Linked DNA regions of Sus scrofa: regions 2, 3 and 4 are each linked to region 1. The links are chromatin contacts, called in public HiChIP or PLAC-seq and promoter capture Hi-C maps. All regions are on one chromosome and are shown on one strand. Each heading gives the region's core, a stretch centred on a gene start, on an enhancer-like site or on the middle of the called end of the contact. The rest is flanking DNA. Distances are from core to core; before and after follow the strand shown.

Region 1 (2,879 bases), core at 103-2,602:
GACTAGCCTAGCCCGACCGCTCAGCCGGTGCGACTCTTCCCGCAATCTGAAGCCTGAGTCCTGCATCTACTCCTGGGCGCCTTTTTCTCTATGGCCTCTGGATGGTTGTGCTGGAGTGACCTGGAAAGAGGTTAAGTAGGTCTGAGCCTTCCTGTTCTGCCTCCACTCCCCCCACCACGACCGACAAGGAGGAAGTGAAGGGGCGGGGTGGGGGGGCTGCCCCAGCACTTTGAGGACCACCTGGTCTATTTCTTCTCTTGGCTCCAGGATATTACAACATCCTCAGACCCTTGTTTCTGGGCAGGGCCTGGTGGACCCACCGTGTGGGAAACAGAGACCACCAATGTGTGGAGAACCAGAGGGGAAGTGTGGGGAGACCCCAGGAGTGGCACTACCCTCGCTTAGGCAGGAACTATTCCTCTGTGGGCCTGCCCTGGGCTGACAGCTACAGGACGCTGTCAGAGGACAGTGCATTGCACCCTGCCCACCCAGGGAGTAGAAGTTGTAATGTCCTGCTGGTTGGACATTAGAGTCAAAGGAGAAGCAGCTTATGTGGAGGCCCAACCCTAGCTCTGGTCCGTCCACCACTGCCTCAGTAGGTGGCAGCTGTAGGATGAGGACAACAAAATATGCAATGCTGGCCTTTGTTCCTGGCTCTGCTCCAGTGCCTCCCTGGTATGGTGGAAACATGGGCTTTGGCTCCCAGGGGACCTCTAACCTGCTCTGAAGCCAGGCTGGGACTCAGTCTCTCGGTCTCTGAGATGAGGATGTAGTTCTAACTGGGTGGTTGCCCAGAGTTCTCTCTCCAGGCTCTGAGAGGTATGAGGCAGGGGGAGGGAAGTCACCCTAGGTCTGCTCTTGACACCTCTTACCTGGACTTCAGCAGCTGCTCCCTGGTAACTGGCCCCCCCAACATTGGAGGGGGGCCTTAGGGGACATTCTCAGCCTTACAGCCCCCTCAGCCAGGTGGGCCTGGACCCTGGAGGGAGGGTAATCTTCACCAGGTTGCCCTAGGCTGAGGTCTGAAGGACCCGTGAACTGTGAGTCCCAGAGCTTTGGAGGGTAAGGCGGTCGTGGGGAGAGAAGCTCTCAGCCCAACAGAGCTCCTGACCCTACATGTATATCCTCTATTCACCACCCAATCCAGACTCCTTGTTCCTCCTTCAGGAGCAAGCTTTTACCTTCCTTCTCTTGCAACTTAGGTGGCATCTCCTCCAGGAAGCCTACCTGATCCAGGCAGTGCCAGGTGCAGTTTGTGGGTCTCACAGACCCTGTGCACAGTTTACTCTAGATACCTGACATCCCCTGCCTTCATTCCTTTTTTTCTTTATCTTTTTCTTTCTTTTTCTTTTTTTCTTTTTAGGGCTGCACCTGTGGCATATGGAAGTTCCCAGACTAGGAGTTAGATCGGAGCTGCAGCTGCTGGCCTACACCACAGCCACAGCAACGCCAGGTCCAAGCAGTGTCTGAGACCTACACCCACAGCTCACGGCAACACTGGATCCTTATCCCACTGAGCAGGGCCAGGGATCGAAACCACATCCTCATGGATACTAGTCGGGTTCATTACCATTGAGCCACAGTGGGAACTCCCCCCTTCCCCCATTTCTAATCCTGGACTCCCCTACCCCTTTAAGCTGGAGCTCAGTGAGCATTTGGTGACAGAGAGGAACAGCACTTGGGTGGCCACTCCCAGTGCTAAGAGGATACTGTGCCTGAGGCAACATAAAAGACACTCCCTCCTTTAACGAGAATTGGCCCGGAAATGAATAAACACACATCAGAAGTTATGGCACCATTCCTATGTTCCACAATCAACATGTCTAAAGATAGTCACGCTGGGCAAGACTAAAATGAAACATTCTCTGCCTAGGGATGAGACATGGGTTCCTGTGACCCCTATTCTGACTGAGGAAATTAGGAGAGACTTCTGGGATTTGGGAGGAAACCTCACAGGCTCTCTTTAATCACCTGTTCACCTGTTTTGGGGGTGAGGGTGTGGGGGTGCAGCAGCCAACAATTGGGTCTCTGCTGCCGCCGTGTGGCCCAAATGTTCACTGCCCCCAGGCTGGCATCTCCTCTCAGAAACCCTTGGTCTTTGACAGCAGAGGTCCACAGAGTGCCTTTTTCTCCCTGCTTATCCACTCAGCCTTCAGGAGGGGGGCAGGTAAGCCATGTGGGGGTAGTCAGCTGATGGGTCTTGCGTGCCGAGTACAAGCACTCTTCCAAGTTGAACTCACAAGATCTGACCAAGCTTAGAAACTGCCCGACTGCCCTTGCATTTGTCACCTTGAAGGAGTGCTAGCCACTCTGCCCTCTTTGGGCTCTCTCTCCCTCTGAACATTACCCCAGCCTCTTTCTCCAACCTGAAGGGATCATCTTAGGGGCAGCAGAGGGGTCTCTCAAACTACAACATGACACATCACTCTGCAGCTTTAAAATATGACTCCCGGAGTTCCCGTCGTGGCTGTTGTTAACGAATCCAATTAGGAACCATGAGGTTGTGGGTTCGATCCCTGGCCTCACTCTGTGGGTTAAGGATCGGCATTGCCATGAGCTGTGGTGTAGGTCGCAGACACGGCTTGGATCCCACATTGCTGTGGCTGCAGTGTAGGCCTGCGGCTACAGCTCCGATTAGACCCCTAGCCTGGGAACCTCCATATGCTGCAGGTGTGCCCCTAGGAAAGACAAAAAAAAAAAAAAAAAAAAAAAAAAGACTCCCCACTGCCAGACTTTTACCTGGAGTTTTAGAACTCTAGACCTTAAAGACTCCTCCAGCTTCACTATAAACCAGTCATACAAGGTTTTTTCCATACCAGGTTTCATACCGGGTTCATCCCTTTGTACATGCTGGTTCCTCCACTAGAAACACTTTTCTG
Region 2 (2,879 bases), core at 163-2,662, 220 kb after region 1:
GATCATGCCAGGGGTGGTGACAGAGGAGGCCAGGCTATGAGGAGAATATGGAGGCTGGGGATTGGCAGTGGTGGAAGTGATAGTTTTGGAAACCACAGTGATGGTGGCAAAGGCTGTGCTGGTAATGGTGGTGCAGTGGTGGTAACTCAAGAGTGATCTGGTGCAGAGGAGTGAGGTTGAGGAGGAGTGATTTTCACAGTGTTTTCAAATAAGGCATGGAGACAGGGACAAGGAGGAGATGCACAGGTGCTGTCACTGCAGCTAACGTAACAGCAGGCTGATGTTTCCTCACATCAAGTGGCCAGCCTTGGCTTGGGCCAGCACTCCAGGTCCAGGTCAGGAGACCCTCATCAGGATCCCTAACATCTCACCCCAACCTGCATTTACAGTCAACCAGTCAATGGGTCAGAGGGAGAGATGTTTCCACCGGTCTCGCTAGCCAGGAAGAGAAGGGGAAGGAGGAAGAGGAGAGGAGGAGGAAGGAGAGGAGAGAGAAGAGACAGAAAAATAGGGGGAGAGGAAGGAGGGGGAAGAGGAGGGAAGGGCAGAGGAGAGAGGAAAGAATAGGGAGGAGAGAGGGGACAAAGAGGGTCCTGCCCATTGGAACCTCAGCAAAGTGCAGGGGGCTGGTGAGGCCTTGGCCTTGGGGATTGGGTTGGGGTTGGGTGGAGGTCACAATGGGCAATGGGCGCATGGCTCAGTCGCAGGGCCCTCAGGTCCTCAGGAGGCCATTTGAAAAGCAAATGTCCCTTTTACAAGAGGAGGCCCAGCTTATCGGGCTTCTCTGGGGTGTGGAACTCAGAGGGATGGGTCTGGGGGGCTACAGGCTTGAAATAGGGCTGGCTGCTGGAGGGATGGCTGGGAGCCCTGGAGCTGCTGAACTGAGCTGTAAGGCTGACCTGGCCTGGGCCGGAGGCGGGAGGCATGTCCAGCGGTACCAGCAGTCCCAGGGGCTGTACCGCCACCTGCTGAGCGGCCGGGTGCAGTCCTGTGTCCTGGCTCACGCGGGGCCAGGCGCGGCGGGCAGCGGGTGGTAAGGAGGGACACCGCAGGGGGTGCGCAGGTGAGCGCAGGCTCGCTGCTCCCCGGCGCGCCTGCTCTTCCCGCCAGGGAGTTGAGGGCCCGGGTAAACACCAGGCGCGATGTGCGCGGTGTATCCACGGAGAAAGACAAAGCCAGGGCGGGGCGGGGGCGCCGCCCGCGAAGCCGGGGCGGGGGCGCGGAGGGCAGATTAGCCTCCCCGGGCGCGGGCTGCCCCACCGACGGGGAGCCCTGAGCCCAGTCCTCGGACAGGTGGAGCGGGGGCGGGACAGCGGCCAAGCGGGTCCCGCCCCGGGGGTGGGGCCGGGCGGGGCGGGCGGGGCGGGGCCGCGCTATGCAAATGTCGCCCACGGGCGGCCAATTGCTGGCGCTCCCCGCGCGGCTCCGAGCGTCCCGTCCCGCCGGCGGCCGCGAGACCAGAGCGAGCGAGCGAGCGAACCGCGGCGGTCCGGCAATCCCAGAGCGCAGCCCAGCGCGGCCGCCCGGCCCCAGTCCAGAGACCAGGCGAGCACAGCGCCCCGAAGCCAAGCGCGCGCCGTTGCCCGCGCCCCGCGCCGGGGAATGCGCCCTCGGCGCGCCGGCCAGGGGGCGCCCGCAGCCCACCCGGGGGGAGGCGGCCCCTAGCGCCCCTGAGCCTTCCCATGGCCCGGGATGGGGCCCGGGGCCTCGGCTGCTGACGCGCCCGAAGCCCGCAGAACCCGTTAAGCCGGGGCCGCTGCGGCGACCCCGGCCCAGGCACAGCGGCAAGAGGGCGCGGGCAGGGCCATGGCCCCGGGGGGCCGCTAGCGCGGACCGGCCCAACCGGGAGCCTCTCTGCTGCCGCCGCCGCCGCCGCTCAGGAGCCCAGGCCCCGCCGCTGTGGAAGAGGTGAGTGCGGCGGGAACCGGGAGGGAGCGGGCAGGCGGCCCGGCCATCCCGCGATCCCTCTGGACCCGCGGCACTGCAACTCTGCGGAAGTGTCTAGGTCGTGGGGCTCAGAGGGAGAGCCTGGGAGCTTCCCGCGGACGCAGGGTGACAAAACTGGAGTGGGCGCTGTCCGGGCTGCCGGGACCCTCCGCGTCGAGGCGACATGGGGATGTGTGATGGCCTTCGGGGTCGCCAGTGTGCAAAGCAACAACTTTCCCCCCCCCCAACGAAAGGTTCTGGGTGGATGGGTGCTTCCACACACCTCCACCCCCTTGTTCCGGGAGTGGGAGGCCTGATGCCCCTTCTGGCTGAGCTGTCCCAGAAACGCCTCAAGGCAGTGCTCTTACAGTAGGTACTCCTGCCCTGCCTCAATGTCCCGATCTGGGGATCCTCTGCTGGAAGCAAAGCGCTATTCTGGCAGCCTCCACGTGGAGGGTCTCCAAGATCAGCAGGGCAGGAGGACAGCCAGCCCTAAGGCTTTTCTCTCAGCTCTGTGACCAGTCCCCTGATCTCCCACTGCCAGTTTGGGTTTGCTCTTCTAGCAGGAAGTCTTGCTTGGATTAGGGGCCCTGCTCTATGTGGGGAGAAAGTGAGTTGGGAGAGCCTGCAGTCAAGCTCCCATCTGGACAGGTTGGGGCCCGTCGGAAAAGTGGGTAGGGGACACTAGGAGCTTGGTGGGCTTCCCTAGAGCAGGTGCGACCAGAGAATGTCAAGGTGGCCCAGGAATGAGGCAGGGCTCACAGAAAGGGTCAGCTGGAGCTAGGACTGGAGGCTTGGCTGGATAAATAACTTCCAATTCCTGAGATAACTGTATTGTGAACACCAGCCCATGATTATTTGAGGGAAGGGGATGAGCTGAAGGTACCGATATGTCCCCTCTGGTGGTTGAGGGTTCCTGTCCTCCTGAATCCATCCAGATTGTCTCCCGAAGC
Region 3 (2,879 bases), core at 243-2,742, 170 kb before region 1:
AGCTGCCCCTCCTTGGCCATGACCGGGAAGATCTCCTTCTCAATGGACGTGGGCTGCAGCTGTGGGAGTGGGCAGCTCATGAGCAGGGTCATGGCAGTGGTGGCCTGCCCTACCCCGGCCCACCCAGCAGCAGGCTTCTACACACCTGGATGCGCTGCAGCACTGCAGGGCTCAGGATGTACATGCCTGCATTGATCTTGTTGGACACAAACACCTGTGGCTTCTCCACGAACCGGTGAATACGGCCTGTATCAGCCTCACACACCACCACACCATACTTAGAGGGCTCCTCCACTTTGGTCACCTGAGTGCAGGGGGACCTCAGACCTAGTCCAGGGCTCCTGAGTCTTGAGGTACATGGTGTCTTATATCTGGGATTGTGCCCCCAGATGCATAAAGGCACATACTGCATGGTTCTGCACCCAAAACATTGGGGCAATTCAAAGCTGGGAGGTGAGAGAGGCTGGGGTGGGGTGGGTTATCGGAGAAGAAAGACCTGTTTCCTTACCAGAATGGAGCCCTCTTGGCCATGGTGGCGGTGGAACTGCACCATGGCTTGGAAGGGAAAATCGCAGATCACATCACTGTTCAGAACAAAAAAAGGCTCCGCAGTCTCAGAGAGCAGGTCACGGGCCAGTGCCAGGGGTCCAGCTGGGGAAGAGCAAGAGGTCACCATCATCTTCCAGGTCTGAGCCTCTGGACCCAGGCTCAGCAAGCCCCATGCAGACAGAGTCTTGCCCCTCTCCTGGCCCTAAACCCTCCCCAAGGAACCTTCTTGTCTCTACTGACCTGTTCCCAAAGGCTCCTCTTCATGGGACATGGAGATTCGGATTCCTAGCTGGAAGGAAGAAGGCCCCGTTAGGTTTCTCCTACTAGGGTGGGAAGCTGAGCGGGGACCAAGGGAAAAAGCCAAGAATCCGTGCCTCACCCTTTGCTCCTGTGCTTTCATTTCCTTCTCCAACATCTGAGACATATAGCTCACGGCCAGAATCACGTGATCCACGCCTGCCTGTGGGAATGAACAGTGCCGGCCTTCAGGCGGGCTCAGCCGAAGGCACAGGGATCCCTGCCCTCCTGTCGCTGGCCGTCCCTCACCCTGCCAAATCCCACCAAGACCCCGTCCCTGGGCCTTACCGAGGCCAGCGCCTCCACTTGATGCAGCAAAATGGGCTTATTGCAGAAATCCACCAGCGGCTTCGGTATGCTTAGCGTCAGCGGCCGCAGGCGCGTCCCGTAGCCACCCACCAGGATCAGTGCCTTCATTGCGCCTGCTGGAGGCCAGAGTGAGTCCCGGGCTCCGAGGTGTCCGCGGCCCGCCCAGCCGACCCCTATGACACCCTCCCGCTCCCTTCACGCTCCAGACTGACCAACTCTTGTTCTGCCTTGTCCGCCCAGTCCGCGTCGACGCTAAGTCCAAGTCAGCGGCAAGCTAGTACGCGACGCCGAAGCGAGAGCAGCGAGCTGCCAACTCTGGCTGGCGTCCGCCAGTGTATGACGGGAGCCCGGGCGGGCCAATCAGCTGCGGCATACGTGGCACGGCCATCGGCGTCGGGTCGCCGCGACGCGGTATTCCGGCAGACTCAGCCAATGAGAGCGGAGCGCGCCTGGCTGCCATGGCGACCGGGACCGGATCCGCGGGTCGGCTTGCCATTGGCGGATCCAAAGGCGGAGCTCGCGCCGCAGGCGAGGCTTCCGTCCTCTCGGGCCCAGGTCAGCCGCACCCCAGCCGCTTCCGGCCCCGCCCTGCCGGAGGAACTGGGGCGGGGCCGAGGGCGCGAGGAGGCCGGGCTGGGCTAGGCCAGTCCACCCCGAGTTTCTGGGTTTGTTTTTTTTTCAAAGACACGGACACGCCTCAGTTTCTAGCGGCTTTATTTTGACATACACGACCTCAGACACAAGCGGGGCGGGCAGCGCTAGGTGTACGGAAAGGGGCAGGTTCGGCCCAAGGCTCGAGCACCCCCTCTCCCGCGCTCAAGGTCCCAAGAAAAAGCAACCGCGCCCGGACACGGCCGGAGCCAAGTGTAGTATCCGGGTGCAGGGCTCGGGCAGCGTGGACAGGCTTAGGCAGCTTCCAGCAAAGTGGAGCAGAGAGTGGTCCTCGAGGCCAGGCCTTACAGTTCCCGGAGAAGCAAAGGAACCAGGACCTTCCCAGGATTCTCCCAAATTTTTTCCACTAAAACATTAAATCTGCACAAAGACCAAATTGAACAGCTCTAAAGTTCAAAGCATTCTGCATCTAGGAGTGTGCACATGGCCAGCCGTGAGCAAGTGAGCAGCAGCTACATAACTAGCTCAGGCCTTTGGCCCCTTAGGAGAAACCCCACGCCCACTGCACAGGACCGGACATGAGAGGGGTGGGGTCCCCAGCATGTTGCTACACTGGTCCCCTTTCTTTTAAGCACCGCCCATCCCACCCCGCTAGGGGGCTGGTGTCGACTTGGCCCAGGGAAGCACTACACAGAGGGGTCGCTTGAGCGCCCCAACCAGTGATCCCGTCTTGCACTTTGGTCCCAAGTTGGGGCTGGGGAAACAGGGCCTGGCAGGGACAGGGCTCTCTGGCATGGAGCAGGGCAAAATAGTGGCAAACAGCATGTGCAGATGCGCATGCCCACCACTCAACAGATAACAAGGCTGGGTCTCCCAAGTGTTTAAAAGTGCTGAAAGAAGGAGGGACCCTGCCCTGCGGGAGAAGCAGCAGATCCCAGCCCTGCTCTTCTCAATGCCAGGAAAACGCTGACTATAAGTGGGTACAGCCTCTCGTGATGAAGAGCAGAATGGGGGCAGCATCTGCTCCCAAAATATAGGAACTCAGGAGGTACAGCACATCCCCAGGCTGGAGAGGTTCCAACAAGGGGGTCCCAGCTGGCCCCCAAACCTTT
Region 4 (2,879 bases), core at 147-2,646, 160 kb after region 1:
AGGTCCAAGATATATTTTAAAGGTACAGTCCACAGGATTTGCTGACCAATTGGGTGCAAGGAAAAAGGAGTCATGGATGACTCTAAGGTTTTTGTCCTGAGTAACTGGAAGCAGGGAATTGCCACTCACAGTCCAGGGAAGGCTGTGAAGGAGACAAGGTTGGTTTTGGCTGTTAACTTCGAGATGCTCTTAGAAAGAAGACCAAGCAGGAGTTCCCGGTGTGGTGCAGTGGTTAATGAATCCAACTAGGAACCATGAGGTTGCAGGTTCCATCCCTGGCCTTGCTCAGTGGGTTAAGAATCTAGTGTTGCAGTGAGCTGTGGTGTAGGTTGCAGATGCGGCTCAGATCCCACGTTGCTGTAGGCGGGTGGCCATAGCTCCTATTAGACCCCTAGCCTGGGAACTGCCATATGCTGCAGGAGCAGCCCTAGAAAAGGAAAAAGACAAAAAAAAAAAGAAAAAGAAAAAGAAAGAAAGAAAAAAGGAAGGCCAAGTAATAACTCTTAAAATAACCCTGGTATATAACTTCCCTGAGCCCTTGCCTTAGACTAATATTAATGGAATGATATTCTGGACTGCCTTCAAGAATAGTCTTCAGGAGTTCCCGTTGTGGTGCAGCGGAAAGGAATCTGATTAGGAACCATGAGATTTCCGGTCCCATCCCTGGCCTAGCTCAGTGGATTAAGGATCCCGAGTTGCCCTGAGCTGAGGCCTAAGTCGCAGAAGCAGCTCAGATCTGGTGTTGCTATTGTAGGCCGGTGGGTACAGCTCTGATTAGACCCCTAGCCTGGGAACCTCCATATGCTGCGGGTGTGGCCCTTTAAAAGACCAAAAAAAAAAAAAAAAAAAAAAAAAAAAAAAAAGTCGTCTTGAATTTCCCGCGGGACTCAGTGGTAATGAACCCAATAGCATCCATGAGGATGCAGGTTCAATCCCTGGCGTTGCTCAGTGGGTTAAGGTCAGCAGGTTAAGCATATGTTGTCGCCTTGAACTGTGATGTAGGTCGCAGACGGGGGCTCGGATCCCACATTGCTGTGGCTGTGGGGTAGACCAGCAGCTGTAGCTCCGACTGGACCCCTAGCCTGGAAATTTCTCTATGATGCAGGGTGGGGTCCTAAAAAAGAAAAAAAAATCTTAATTTCCATAAACCTCAATTTCCTCACTTGTAAATGGGTTTAATACTCACTTCCTAGGTCATTAAAATAAAAATATATTATTTGTAAAGGTTGTGGCCCAATAATCTAATCTACTTTTCAATGATGCAATAGGCAATCAACCTATGTTCCTTCTCTTAAAGCCAGATTAATCGTGATGGTTTACATCCTATCAGTGAAAGCAAACTGTACTCTCTAAGACCTTTGTAGCCAAGGCAAATAATTACTTTGCCTAATAAAGGTGAGAGTTCTGCAAAAGACAGATTGAGGACTTGGCGGTGGTTTTGAAGAAAGAGAAATACGCAGGAAATTGACACTGGGCGTAGTTAAGTGACAGGCTGCCCTAGCGACCACACTTCCCAGCAGCCCTCGCTCAGCCAAAAACCTTCTGGATTGGACTTCTCCTTAGGAGGCGGGGGAGGAGGGGAAGGGATAGGCGCGAGGTACTGTGGGTAGGAGACGGCCTTCGACGGAGGCGCCATTTTGTGAAGCGGTGGACCCTGCTGCAAATCTGGAGCATAAAACCGCTACTGCTGCTACTTCTGTCTTTCTTGGGGGTAAGTGCGGCATCCACCCGTAATGACTGGAAGTTTCTGCTCTTGGGGTAGACTCTGTAGAGCCTTCCTGTCAGCCGCGGGCGGCGGCCCATCAGCCCCAGCCAGATCTCCCGAAGGGCTACCAGAGGCTTTGGAGGGCCGCGCCCCTCCTCGCCACCAGCGTTGTCAACTTTCAGAGGGCGTTCTGCCGCCCAGTTCGAGGCCCGCTTCTTTCGGGCTTTGAGTGTACCCCTACCGGGACGTGTTTCTGACTCCCCAGCTGAACTGAATCGTCGTCTGTTTCGGGTACTTCTCAGGGGCGCCCTGGTAGTCTCCAGCCGCCATCGCCCCGCAGCTTCGGTGAAAGCTGTTAGGTGAAGGCTGATCTTCGGGCTGGGAATCTCTTGGGGGAAGGCGCGTGTGCAGGCAGGAAGAGAAAGCAGGACGCCTGAGTCGGTCTCGCAGGCCGTGGCGCCGCCATCTCAGCCGCGACACCCCACGGAGGTGGGTCCGGGCACTGCCCAGGCGATCAGGGGCTGCATCAGAGATTATACCCAATGCCTTGTTTCTCCCAGATGGTTCTTTTCCATTTATTAATTCAGCAGATGTTCTTTGAACAGGCGCCAGGGACGGCTGTAACTAGTTTCTCGGACCTTACACACATCGAACGCCGTCTAGCTGTGTGATGTTGTATCACTCCCTGTGCGCCGCGGGGCCAGGCTGGCAGCCTCTGGGGTGGTTATTGTTACCTAGGAATTAAGTCATGTCGAGGTTTGCTCTTGTCTGATTGAAACAGCTTTGGACCAGCCGTTGCGTTATAAATGGAGTAGATTTCAGTCAGCTCAGCATCGGGTTTCTGAAAGATTTTAAGTTTTTTATCAGTAATTTTTAAACTTCATTTTGCTCCTTTTATTAATAAAGATACTTTGATTAATGTTTTAACTACCCGGTTGGAGTTGCCTTGATCCAGAACACAGAGAGCTGATTGCAGCTGTGCCCTTTTTGCATTGTAATCCTAGAGTAGGAGCAGGAAATGAATCTTCTGCTTGCATCATTTTATGGGTTTGTTATGAATATGGAATGTGATATTTTAAAGTATATTTAATCTTTTTATGCTCACTGTTAACAAAACTTTAGCTTGATTTTAATGTTGACAGTTTGTTCCCACCTCCCTCCCCACCCCCAACCT

Evidence for each region. Promoter capture Hi-C pulls out the DNA fragments that hold promoters and counts their contacts. HiChIP or PLAC-seq counts read pairs in DNA pulled down with a chosen protein or histone mark.
Region 2: a promoter capture Hi-C map of fetal skeletal muscle shows a contact between it and region 1, with 6 times the contacts expected there. The contact joins the promoter of SEMA3F here to the promoter of MST1R in region 1. A contact is called at or near these places in 1 of 5 promoter capture datasets (fetal skeletal muscle) and 1 of 47 Hi-C or Micro-C datasets (skeletal muscle).
Region 3: a contact with region 1 is called in an H3K27ac HiChIP or PLAC-seq map of alveolar macrophages. The contact joins the promoter of GMPPB here to the promoter of MST1R in region 1. A contact is called at or near these places in 2 of 5 promoter capture datasets (fetal liver and liver), 4 of 47 Hi-C or Micro-C datasets (epiblast stem cells, liver, skeletal muscle and 1 more) and 2 of 2 datasets of contacts at active chromatin or transcription factors (alveolar macrophages and skeletal muscle).
Region 4: an H3K27ac HiChIP or PLAC-seq map of alveolar macrophages shows a contact between it and region 1. The contact joins the promoter of RBM5 here to the promoter of MST1R in region 1. A contact is called at or near these places in 2 of 5 promoter capture datasets (fetal liver and fetal skeletal muscle) and 2 of 2 datasets of contacts at active chromatin or transcription factors (alveolar macrophages and skeletal muscle).

Annotation. Positions count from the first base shown.
Region 1 is chr13:32,422,262-32,425,140 of Sscrofa11.1, forward strand. MST1R (macrophage-stimulating protein receptor) reads right to left here and starts at 1,353. Exons shown (of 19, transcript XR_002337520.1): 1 at 1-1,353.
Region 2 is chr13:32,639,964-32,642,842 of Sscrofa11.1, forward strand. It overlaps SEMA3F (semaphorin-3F), which reads left to right and starts at 1,413. Exons shown (of 19, transcript XM_013981731.2): 1 at 1,413-1,908.
Region 3 is chr13:32,251,663-32,254,541 of Sscrofa11.1, forward strand. GMPPB (GDP-mannose pyrophosphorylase B) reads right to left here and starts at 1,493. Exons shown (of 10, transcript NM_001244541.1): 1 at 1,368-1,493; 2 at 1,135-1,271; 3 at 929-1,009; 4 at 790-838; 5 at 509-651; 6 at 146-304; 7 at 1-59. The coding sequence starts at 1,263. It overlaps IP6K1 (inositol hexakisphosphate kinase 1), which reads right to left. Exons shown (of 5, transcript XM_021068778.1): 5 at 1,853-2,879.
Region 4 is chr13:32,578,384-32,581,262 of Sscrofa11.1, forward strand. It overlaps RBM5 (RNA-binding protein 5), which reads left to right and starts at 1,397. Exons shown (of 25, transcript XM_005669588.3): 1 at 1,397-1,711.